Linked DNA regions of Mus musculus: region 1 is linked to region 2. A link is a contact called in public promoter capture Hi-C data. All regions are on one chromosome and are shown on one strand. The core of a region is the stretch at or near the end of the contact, and the rest is flanking DNA. Distances in the headings are between cores, read along the strand shown.

The links. Promoter capture Hi-C pulls out the DNA fragments that hold promoters and counts their contacts.
Region 1: a promoter capture Hi-C map of cranial neural crest shows a contact between it and region 2. The contact joins the promoter of Hs3st5 here to the promoter of Tspyl1 in region 2. A contact is called at or near these places in 1 of 39 promoter capture datasets (cranial neural crest) and 1 of 115 datasets of contacts at active chromatin or transcription factors (astrocytes).

What each region holds. Positions count from the first base shown.
Region 1 is chr10:36,502,942-36,509,592 of GRCm38.p6, reverse strand. Hs3st5 (heparan sulfate (glucosamine) 3-O-sulfotransferase 5) reads right to left here and starts at 2,786. Exons shown (of 5, transcript NM_001253356.1): 1 at 1,978-2,786.
Region 2 is chr10:34,279,602-34,285,737 of GRCm38.p6, reverse strand. Tspyl1 (testis-specific protein, Y-encoded-like 1) reads right to left here and starts at 3,548. Exons shown (of 1, transcript NM_009433.3): 1 at 853-3,548. The coding sequence starts at 3,457. The coding sequence ends at 2,318. All of the region lies in intron 1 of Gm26564 (a long non-coding RNA gene), which reads left to right.

The sequences.
Region 1 (6,651 bases), core at 1,537-4,036, 2.2 Mb before region 2:
TTTACATCCTGTAAAGACTCTGCAAATACAGGGATTTCAAACATTAAGCTCAAGGTCTGGCTGAGTCTAGAAACCAGGACCCAGTACCTGCTGTGACTAGTGACTGAGTACTCTGGCTGTAATTTCCCTCACAAGTTGTTTAGACAGATATACTTGAAAATACTTTACATAAGTAATGAAGCCTATCTCTATTTTATTAATTGAGGACAGAACATATTTAAATAACTCTGGGTAACTTGGAGGAGAGACCAGAGCTACTATGCTTACCCCAGTTTAATACAGGGCAGTGAACACAGATACAGTCAAACAATAGTTTCCTTCTGATCTTTGTTTCTTGTCTCATTGCCTGTGTTTTATGGCAATTCACTAGCAAATAACCATTTTCTCACCGAGGCCAGTCTGATGCTGATACAGTCATAGCAAACAGTACTAATTGTGAACAAGTATAGTTGAAAAGGAAAGGAAAGGTGCTCTCATTTCTCCTGCTAAGAACAAAGAGGGGGAAAACCATGAAGAGGAAGAACAGAGGTAGTTTTAAAATGTGCTCTAATTAATAGCAATAAAACATTTTAAAAATAGTTATATTTGATATCAAATTTGGTAATTGCTTTTAATCATCTCCAACAGCTTCTTTGAAAAGTAGACAGGTATGTTTTGAAGTGAGCAGTAGCAGGAAAACACTTGTCTAAAGCTGGAAAGTATGTAGCGAATGAACATTGAACAACACCATTTAGAAGCACCTACTTTTAAGGCTGTCAACAAAGCAGTTTGCAGAGGAAGAATGCAAAGGAAGAGAGGATGCCTGCCCTTTTTGTTCCAACTCAAGACCCTGCACGCCATTTATCAGGCTCAGCTTACATCAATCAGAAGAGAGTCACAGGGCAATTAAATATAGCCACAAAGTAATAGTAATACGATGTAAAGCACTTTACAGACATTAAATATCCCCTGAAAAGACTAGCATTTCCCATGAAATGAGAGAGAGAGAGAGAGAGAGAGAGAGAGAGAGAGAGAGAGAACACTAAGGAAGGAAAGAACACCCCAGAACTCACATTCTTGGGTGAAAGCACTAAAGGAGGGATGCCCAAGACCTATGCCCACAGAGCTGGAATGACTTAGTAGCAGTAGCGCTAGAGGTTCGCTTGGTGTGCTCCTGGAACCATAAACACTAAAGTCATCAACATCAGGCAGTGGGGCGGGGATGGCGGGGGAGAATCCTTCTTTACTAGGCAGTGTGCTAAGTCCAGGAGGCAGTATGCTGTAGTGGGTCACAGCGGCTTGCAGACTTCTTAGAAATAATAATTTGATCACTCCCACGATTGCACTCATCCCGCGCGCGAGTTTGTGTGTGTGTTGTTGTTTTGGGTTTGAGTGGAAAGGGTTAAGCAGATTGAAGCTTGAGGAAATGGGAATCTTAGGAGCGGAGCGGTCGGGTCTTCTTCAAAGAGTAGGCACCCACTTCCGCGGTAGTGGAACTACCTCTGCTCACCCTGTCTGCTTTTTGCGTGGACTTCAGGGCAGCCCACTCCCCTTAAAGCCACCGTATAACTTCAAATAACAGTACACAACTAGCGGAGAAGTGGCCAAGCAGAATCCCAAACTGTGAGCGATCATCATCAGTGACTGTGCGTTCTGCATCTGATTCTAGGGGAGCGCTGGATGTAGGTCTCAGAGCAAGACAGACAGGCAGACAGAAGGGCGGGGGGGACAGTCTTGGAGGCAGACTGCTAAATTCGCTCAAGCAATTGCTCCTTCTGTTTCTCTTGTCCTATTAGTTTAACCCCTACCCCAGCAAGAGGCTCAAAGTCTTCCCCAGGAGGCGCCTAGAAAAGCCGCGCCCTACAAAGTGAGTGGGGCAAAAGGATGCCTCCTCTAGGTGACTTCGCTTATCACTTTCTCCTAAATTCAGAAAGTCCGAGCTTCGAGCCCCCTACCCTCTCTCCCGCACCAGGCGAGCAGCGCGCAGTGCTCACTCACCTTCGTCCCTAGTGGTGACAGCCTCGGCTTGGAAAGTGGTGGCCCAGGCCAGTCGCCCCGGGTCACCAAGTGGTTCCCGCGATCGCAGTGGCAGTTGTCCAGTAGTTTGGGATGCTCAGCTAGGAGCAAGCCGGCGAGCAGAGCAAACAAGCAGCACAGTACCCGGGCTTCCACTCGGGCGGCGACAGAGGCGGCTATGGTGTCCTGGGCGGGGAGCTGCAAGCCAAAGGAGGGGAAGAGAAGTAGTGGAGTTTAGGGCACGTTTCCCGCACTTCCCTAGGAGACTGGAGCCAGGTGCGGCAGGGCGCGCTCCCGCGGCGCGAGCACGCCAGGGGCAGCTGCGGGAGCCTTAGTTCGCGCAGTGAAGGGGACCGCAGGAGCTCTGCGGGAGGAGGTTCGCATTCTCCTCGCCCGGCGCGGGCACCGACGCTGACCCGGACTCCGCAGGCGAGGGGCAAAGCCTCGGGCGTCCGCAGTGACAATCTCAGAAAGCTCGGTCCTTGGAGATGCCTCCAAAAGAGCAACAGTCAGTGAGGCTGAGATCTTCCTTCCCTGCGTACTCCGGTGGCCTGTGCCAAGCTGTGCGGACCGCGGACTCCCCGCCTCTCGCGCTGTCACAGCCGCCGCCCGGTCCCTGGCGCGCTGGAGCCGGCTGCAGCCTCCCGGAGACGTGCCCAGCGGGATGTGCGCGCGCGCGTATGTCTAAGAAGATATCTTCCCCTCCATCACTTCGGCTCGCGGGAGGGACCAGGTCCCTGGCGGCCAGCTGCAGAGTGGCTGCCAGTCCACACCCTCCCAGCTCTCATCCCACCCACCCCGCCCCTTCTCCTCCTCGCGCTCCCCTCCTTCTTCTGCTCCTCCCCTCGTAGCCGCTCCTGTGCTCCTAAAGGCAGCAGAGGGACCTAGAGGAAAAGGGGGAGGAGGAAAAGGGTGGGGAATGGAGCGCAGGTGTCTTTGGAACGGAGGTGGGAGCAGGCACCATAGCTCCAATAGGCAGGGGCAGGGCCTGGCCTTAGGGGTTGAAGAGGGAAGAGGATATACTGGGAGGCGGAGGACATGAGGCTGGGCCACAACACGTCCCACCCGGGAGCGGAGAGCTTTGGCTAGCACGCTGTAGCTGTAAGGTGGGTGGTCAGGGCTCCTGAGCAATCTAAGATCACAGCTTTGAGAACCTTGAATGGGTTACTGGGCTGGCAGATAATTAATTTGATACTTAGAGATTGAAGAGACCGGGTTCCTGAGGAGGTGTGACAGATCTCTGCTGTGATAGTTGGGAGTCAGACCCAGAGCTTGAGAGGGGTCACACAGGTTTCCAGAGAGACTACATTGACTTCAGCATGCCAGGTGAGAGTGCCAGAGGATAGGAGGGGCTGGTGGCGTCAGCCACGGTGCTTTGGGCTGCTGTGTGCCTTCAGAGTCACAGGGGGCGATCACTGCCTAGTAGGAAAGAGGAGCTCTGGTCTCAGCCTTCATGTGGGTCTGGAGTTCCAAAACCCAGAGGCACACTCACCTTTCGAATTTAGTTCCTCTGTCCTAGCCTCTGCCTCCAGCAAAATGGCAGGCCAGGGAACTGAGTCGATTTGCTGGATTCAGCTTCTTTGCTGGTGGAAGAGGGCCCACCTGGAAGCTTATTTACGGTGCTTCCCTCCTAATTTCTATTCTCAAAAAGCATCCCTGACTAACCACAATTACAAGGAAATTGTTACTACCCCCTCTCATGGGGGTAGCCTGAACAAATAATCAAACATGGTTTATCCTTCCATTCCTTCTTTCTCTGGTTGTTTCTGTAGAGGTAGTCTGCTTCTTGAATACTTTTCATTGCACAAATGTACAAGTCCTTTAGGAAGACATCACAATATTATTGCTCAGTGCACTAGAGTAGAAAGAATCGGCATATCAATCCTTTCTGTTACTGCAACCACACTGTGTTAATTCTGTCTATCTAGAAATGAAAGGTAGGCAGCAATCCATAAGACAGCGTGTTTCTGGGTTCTCATTTTGAAGCAGCCCCACTTTCTTTCAGGGACCCATCTTTATCATTATCCTCAAAGGTCATGAGCTCAGATCTCAAAGTCCATTTTTAAGTTATCAGCCTGGGGGGGGGGGGGGGGACGACACGACTGTTGAGTTCCAGAAGAGATAAGTTAAATTTCCATAAACTTATTTACCATCTACTCAAAAAAATCATAAGCTCAGCAGCAGCATCCACATGTATATTGTGTAATGTAAGGAGCAGTAGGAGAGATGGCTGTTTGCCAGCTCTGTGATCCATTAACCTCTTTAGCTCATCATTGGCAACAATAGCACCCAATCACATTCTTATGTTTGAAAGACAAGGGATTTCTTTTCCATCTCAAAATCACAATGCCACATTATAGTCTAAAAGAAATCTCAAACAATAAAAGTAATACGAAAGGAAGAGAAACAGTTTGCTTTTTTTTTTTTCTGAGCAAATGTTGCTATATTGTTTTTCTTGAGTAGGAAAAGTGCTGAAAAGCAATAAAGTTCAGAAAGGCATGATAATAGATTTTGAAGAATGCATTATTCTGCCTATCAATCCTTTTAATTAGCAAACTACCCATTTAAATGTTTATTTCTATAATCTATTTATTGATACACACATTCTTTGGAAGAGGAAGATTAGCGGAAAGAGGATGGGTAAAATGTATCTATTTCATTCCTCTCTCAGGGTGATGTCTAGCAGGAGGGAGCCTGCAAGAAGGCTATGCATTCTCAAAACCTCTAACTTTTCCTCAGAGAATCCTTAGCCTGAGTAGCTGATGAACTTGGAAAGTGTCACAGATTTAGCCTTACTGTCAAAGGGTTAGCCTTCAGGCTAAATAAAGCCTGGTAGATTCGACAATCTGAAGCATGGTTCCAGCCAGCACCATTCGCTCACTTAGTGGCGGAAGACAAGGTTAAGGGACACAAAACGCAGAGCTCCCAAAAGCTAATCTCCACCCAAAGCGGCATTTCCAGAAAATATTTTTAAAATTTAATTTTGAAAACAGTCACAGATTTGATGCTTTTGGAAAAAGCTTAATCACAAAAGCCAAATGAAGCACATCAATGAAAACACGTGGTTAATTAGAATGTTCATTTGCTAATGATTTTTTTCTCCTGAACAATCATGCTCTCTTGACTCAAAAATACAACCATTAAGCAATATTCAGTTCACAACTTCTAATAGAGAGTGCCCTCCCCATGTTTTGTAAATGTTTGTCGTTTTAAGAAATTGGGGAGGGGTAACTGTTTTACCTCCAAAAATTGATTTGTATTTATTTCAATGAGCTGTAACCAGCACCTGGAATCAGTTGACTAAGCAGGCACCCACTAGAAGACTAAGTTACATGGAGGGAGACCTATAGCAACCTTAGGAGAAGTGCTGGTCCCAGGTCTTCTCTTAGAAGACACACTCTATATCTGCTTCTTTATGCTGAATCTAGTGGAATGTTTTTTATATGAAAGAAGAGAATTTTTTGTACTATGTTTTGCTGTGTGTGGTTGTTTGAAAGAGATAATGGTCTACATCGCTCATATATTTGAATGCTTTCTCCTCAGTTAGTGGAACCTAGGAGTTTGGGAAGCATTAGGATGAGTGGCCTACTTGGAGTGACCTTGTTGGAGGAGGTGTGTCACTTGGGTGGGGTCAAAAATCCACAACATTTCCAGTTAGCTTTCTCTCTGCCTCTGTAGAGGCATTTTTATCTGTTACGATGACTGCTCTGGCAAGGGACTACATCCAAAGATACGATCTGGCCAGAATGTAGACACGCCCTGTATTACAGTATGATCTGGCTGGAATACAGATATACCCTTAGTATATCCCTAGCAATGAAGGTATGTAGTTTGTAGAAGGAAGCAGCCTTGTTTGAAGTGATGTCTAATTGAGGGGCAGACAAGGTGACAAAACAGAGAAAGATATGACAGAATGAGTCAGAGAGGGATACACTGAACGTATAGCAGAAAAGCACAGGAAAGACAGACTACTTAATATCAGACAGGAGGGCAAAGACAGAGAAAGAGAGGGGGGGGAGGGGGAGGGGGAGGGGGAGGGGGAGAGGGAGAGAGCTGTCTCCTGAGAGGCTCTGTCAGTGCCTGACAAATATAGAAGTGGGTGCTCACAGTCATCCATTGGACTAAGCACAGGGTCCCCAATGGAGGAGCTTGAGAAAGGACTCAAGGAGTTGAAGGCGTTTGCAGGCCCATAGGAGAAACAACAATATGAACCAACCAGTACCCCCAGAGCTACCAGGAACTAAACCACCAACCAAAGAGTAAACATGGAGGTACCCATGGCTCCAACTGCATATGTAGCAGAGGACATAAGGAGAGGAGAGGCCTTTGATCTTGTGAAGGCTTGATGCCCCAGTGTAGGGGAATGCCAGGGAAGTGGGAGAGGGTAAGTTAGTGAACAGGGGGAGGGGGGATGGGATAGGGGGTTTTCAGAGGGGAAATGAGGAAAGGGGATAAAATTTGAAATGTGAATAAAGAAAATATCTGATGAAAAAATAAAAATTTACAAAAAGAAAAAAATTAAGAAAACTTTCATATTTTCACAGTATTATAGCAAAATAGCTTCTAAAGACATGCACATGTTAACTCTTAGAGCCTTTAAGTACATTGCTTATGTTGTAAACTATTTTTTTTCAGATGAAGTTAAGGTTACAGTCT
Region 2 (6,136 bases), core at 2,299-4,798:
CAAGTCTTTCTGGGCATTTTCTTCTGTTATCTAAGTGGTTCATTTTGTCATTCTATAGTTTGCTGACAACTATGTGCAAAATATAGTAGCTGCACTAAAGAACTAAAATACCCTTAGCTCTATTTTCACAAAGTTTCTAAACTCTGAAGGAAGTAAAAGTGAAAATGTGAAATATCTTTCTCTACTTACTGTATTATGGCATTGTTTGCATATCAGGTCTGATTTTTTTATCACTGAAAGGAATGGAATGTATCCATTTTCCTTCTCAAGACCTAGCAGAACACCTTAATAAAAACTAGTGTAATTCACCACAATAAGCAATTGTGTTTTCCAGCAACAGGGGTCCCTAAAAAGGTTATCTCACACTGGGAAACATAAATAATACAAGGCAGAGAAGTTACCCTAATAGGCTTTGAATTATTCGACAAATGGAAGTTAATGATAAAGTTAAGAAAATATTTTCAACTGAAAAGGTATAAAAATAGTATTACATGGTAAATACTTTATAAGTGTCTGCTTATGAAAAGTATAGTTGAATAACACATGAAAAATATCATATGTGGAGACAGAAATTGTGAACCTGAAGAAGTGAAGGTATGGTGATACTGCACAAGTTGTGTGGGAAGATCTGCAATCTCAGTAAGCAGTTGTAACTGTCAACCTTCTACAGCAACAAAACAATGACAGTAACAACTACTCTTCAAGCAGGAGAAACAACTACTCTTGGTACCTCTGGGATGTCAATTGTGTACGTTTAAGGAATTGAATAATTCAACAATCTTGTCAATTATACAAACCCATTAAGGCAAGTTTACGGCCAGGTTGGGGATTAAAAAAAAAAAAAAGCCATCTAACAGGATGCCATGCTTTTATTTACCATCATGCATAAAAATGGCAACAAATATACAGTGCTGACAAAGTACTTTTATAACTATATCAAGACAATCAAGTCACATATTTACTTTTCCATGAAAACAATAATTTGACACATTTGATTAAGACCAATTATCCAAGCCGTTTCTAAGAATTTGGAGTAATATCGAAAACTGTTACGAATATTCAGTCTCAGTATTATAAAGACTACTGTTAGCCAGGCAGTGGTGGCGCACGCCTTTGATCCCAGCACTTGGGAGGCAAAGGCAGGCGGATTTCTGAGTTCAAGACCAGCCTGGTCTACAGAGTGAGTTGTCTTACAATATTCCAAATGGTTTCAAATAAATGCAAACAAAAGTGTTTAAATTTTTTCAGTAAGTTGAAACAAGTAGCATTTTACTAAATATTGGTAAAAGATGGGCAAAATATTATACTTTCACTTATATCAGATCACATATAAAGAGAGGAAAATAACTCAAACTTGCACTGCTTCTTTAAAGAAGCACTATCTAGGCAACATTCAACACTCAGAGAAAATATTTTTTCCTGAGAAATTAGTTCTCTTCCCATCACCACTGACTGACCAAGATGTGTAAGCTGTGTCCTGTCTTCATTCTCAGCCCAATTTTTATCTGACTTATTTTGATTCTAAGCCTTTTCAGCTCACTTTTTCTGCTTAGAGTACCCATCAAAACTTCTTTAGTTCTTCCATATATTAGGAAGGGCTCAGCTGTTTCCATCTAGCTGTCTCCCTGGAAGCTTTTTAGAGCTTGCTAACCAGGCTGGGGAGTGGGTAAGAGAGGAGACAAGGCAGAGTTGTTTCCTCTTTTACAGAGTATCTTCTCAGGAAATGCTAAGTATAAATGACTCCTGGCCTTACAGATGTTTCTGAACTACTTTTCTTTAAAATAGCAGGAGAAAGGTGGGAGAGTGAGGGTGAGGAGCACTGGCAAACACAATGGAGTGTGATATAACCTAGAAAGTGGTGCCAAAAAAAAAAAAAAAAAAAATCACACAGACAGTGGCCCACTCCTTCAATGTTTAGGCTCAGCAACTGTCCAAAAACTCTGTGTCCACGTTGCCACATGATGAACAGATAAATAGAAGGGCCCCCAGTTAAAGCAAGACATCTAGGTGGCAGTAAACAGGTAAGACTGAAAACAATAGGGTCCAAACAGTGTAAAGGCAGTGTAACATACAGTTTCATTGTTGAGCTTAGAAAGGGTATAAGCCAGGGCCGTGAACCAGCAGATACTAATTCAGAACAGCATGAAGGCCATGGGAAAGCAGAAGCATGTCCAGTCTTAATCTCGAGGTGGAGACTATCCAGATAGAAGATGCAGAAAAGTCAGGAGGAAAGAAATCAAAACACTGCATACCCGTTGCATTTGCTCAAGCACAGGTGAGAAGGGACCAGTTCCGGCCGCATTTTCAAATGCAAAGATTAACCTGACTGGAAGCCAAAAGGCCTGGGAATCTCCACTGGCTCCCTTATTGGGCGACGTCGGGGTCTACGGATTCCTTCACGACACAGGTAGTATTGCAGTGGGTTTGGCCACAGATCCTCTTTGATAATCTCAGCGATTCTGTCAGATTCTGGAAGGCTGTGGTCCGAGAACCAGGTGAAGAAGCTGCAAATGAGATCTTGGTTTCTGCGAATGAAGGACTGGGGCTCATGCCCTCTCCGCCAAATGATTGGAGTGGAAAGAGACACCACTCGACCAGATGATCTCACTTCATATTCCTTGACAATCAGCTTGTTTCTGAAGTAGGGGTTTCTTCGAAAAAAGAACTTGAATTTGCAGCCAGTCTTAGGGTGTCTCAGTTCCTTCACCTCCAGACTGGTTACGTACCTTAACATCTCTGCATCCCGACCCCTAATCATGGCGGACAACTGAGGGTGGTTCCGGAAGGCAGTCATCCAGAAGCCTGGGATATTCTGAATGATGTAGTTCCTCCGTTCCAGGTAGTGTCGTCGCATTCGCCCAAACTTCTGCTCCAGATGTTGGAAGGCCCTGTCGGCCTGAGCATTCACAGTGTCCAGTTCCAGCTGGATGGCCTCCAGCGGGTTCCTGCGAAGATCTATGCCCAGGTGCCAGGGCCCTGCCTCCTCCGGCGCCTCCCTCACTCCTCCACTCGCCTCCAGCATCTCCATTTCTTCGCCCGCGGGCTTCTGCTCCACCTCCATCACCTCCTCGCTCCCTGGCGTGGCCACTTCTGACTTTTCCGCTGCAGCCGCGACGGTGCCCGGTTCCGTCTTCACGTCACGGGCCTGGGACTCCGCTCCCCGAGTTTCTTGGGCCTTCTCCACATATTTCGGTGTCACGAACACCGCTGCCGCGGGGCCCCGAACGGAAGGAGGTGACTCTCCCTGCCTAGCTGCGGCCACCCGAATCTGGGGGACAAGGCCCTCGACATCTCGGGGCGCGGGGCTCCCCACGATCCCTGCGCGGCCCTCACCTGTCACCGCCTTCTCCTCGCCGAGCAGCGGTCGCCGGTCTGGGGTCCCCGAGACAGTGTCAGCATCGCAGTGGCCGCGGCTGTCGGGGACAGGGGTCCCCTCGTCCCGCTCCGGGCTGCTCATGTCGGGTCTAGTCGCGCAGACCTCCGCCTACAAACAACAACCCTCACGGTCCCCCGCAACCCCAGCTCCGCCCCTCGCTCTCTCCAGCGCAGTGACGCCAGAGCCACAGCCCGCAAGTCTCGCGAGAACCTGCAGCGCACCTGATTGGTTCTTCAGCTCGTGACTTCCGTATTTGTTTGGCTTCTGTAAATGTAGCGGATAGCGGTTGTCACGTTTGTTTCCGTAAAGGGATGTCAATCATCCTAGGAGACTGAAGACAGTGGCGGGGCTTCTGGACCTGGCTTCTGGACCCTTCGCCCGCATCCGGGCTGCAGCCGTGTGTGTGTCTGTGTCTGCAAACAAGTTCATCCCCTTTCCACTTATGTGGAACGGTAAAAACACCTCCTGGTATTAGACAAAGCTAGGAGCCAAATGTTTGTATTAACCAAGGTGAATGCCACGGTTCCCCACCACCACCACCACCACCACCACCACCACCACCACCACCACAGAACTGAAAAAAATAATGAAGTCTAGCTTGGTGTGATGGCCCTTGTCTGTCGCCTCAGTGCTCTGGTGCTGAGGAGGATCGTTGACTTGGAGGCTAACCTGGGCTGCATACACGTTGGCTCAAAATAATAATAAAAACTCAGTTCTATTCTAAGCTCTGACGTTACTGGGGAACAAAGATCTGTGGGTTTGCTTTGGGAATTATTCTTTTTGGAAAAGATTTTGTGGTCATCATTAATGATTGTTTTTACTGGTGTGTCTTGCACCGTGGCATCGAATAGTTTGCATAACAATCCTCTGATGTATTAAGATATCCATTTTATTGAGACAAGGAGAGACTGGGTCTCTTACCAGAATAACATAGAAAATGACAGAGCGATGATTTGAGCCCTGGACATTTGATTCCCGGGTTCTCTGAACGGGATGTGACGTCACTTTAGGACATAGGCATAAATGCATAGTCTATATCAAGTTGATACATATTTTCTCCCACCTCCTTTCCGCATCCATAAATAGATTAATATTTAAGAACACATTCATTTCCTTTCTGTTTTGAGAAAAAGAAGGTAGTTATTCGTGGTCCTCAAATTCAAATTTACCAGAAAAATGTCACCTTCTGTATAACAAATATTTCCAAAACACCATTTAACGTTTTTCGATAAAGTTCATAGACAATATAACCCATCTACACACATAAATAGAAAATTTAACAATTTTACTATAAAGCTTACTGTAGTGGTGGCGATTTTAGTATAGCAAAGGGGTCACCGACTTAGGTTATTATAAGAACTATATGACGTGGCATTTATCACAGTGGTAAACGCACCAATAAGAATGGCGTGGTTAGAAAATTACACATCTCATAAAAGTAACTGCGGATGGAGAGTGACACAGATGCCTATGTCAGGTCTTCTGAAACTGTAATCCAATTTTGGTGAAGTTCTGGTAAATAATGTCTCCTCCTCTCTCCCTTGCACTGTTTCTTCCACACAGAGAAAGGAATTTCCACGGTTAAATTCTTGCTAGGCGTGTTATTTCCAACGACTGTCACTAGAGGGAGCGACTTCTCCTTTAGAAAATGATGCTACACCTATGACAGAATGGATTCTTGTAAATGAAATTGAGCCACAGTCTTTTACTGAGACTAAACTATGAATGTTAGACGATGCATCTTAGACATGATTCATTTTATTATTATTTTCCACTAACTATCATATAGAAGTGTCCACTTGGTTTTGTTTAGTCTGACAAGGTCCCCATTTGTCTTCAACTTGATTCAAGTTCTAGCTTTGGTTTGTTTGACCTGGACAAGTCACCCCTCTAGGCAGGCAAAGGTGCTTGCTGCGTAGCCTAAAGATAAGTTTAATCCCCAAGACCGGACCAATGGGGAAGAAAGAAAAAATGACTCCTGCAAGTTTTCCTTTGTTCACCACAAGGATCCCCCATGGCACACAAACACACACACACAACCAATCAATGAATTAATTTGATTTGTTTTGATTTTTGTCTTTGTTTTTCAAGACGGTTTCTATGTGTAGCCTTGGCTGTCCTGGAACTCTATCTGGTGCTTACGCCTCCAGAGTGCTGGGATTAAAGGCATGTGCCACCACTGCCCCACAATTTCAAATAATTGTTAATACTTAAAATGGAAACTATCATTTATATTTTAGAACTCTAATATGAAGATGACACAAGATGTATAAAGTATAAAATGATATATAAAGTAGGTAGCATTGTAAGCTTTCAATTAGCAGAACATAGTAATATTATTTACATTCTATGCTGAAGCTTACATGTATTTTAATTAAGTTTTTGTGCACTAACTTAATGATTTCAGGTAGAGCATTAATGCATTCATTCAGATAAGGATATTGAATGTATGTGTTATGGAGGAAATGAGCTTGACTTGGTTCCTGCTTTGGATAAGGACTGACTGACCAAGCCAGCTCAATCAGTCAACAGGTTCTCCAGGGCAGCAGAGAAGATTAAAAAGAAAAAAGACAATTAGACAACACTGTAGCATGACCCAGCCAGTTCTGAGGCTGAGGCAGGTTTATTTTTTTCCAAATCTGCTTTTATATCATTTTAATTACATGTAAGTAATAAGTCAGATCTAGGTGAAGGAACAAGCAAGACAATAAGTACAAATAGTCAAGGAACAAGCAAAGCAATAAACAAAGTCCTGTTTCT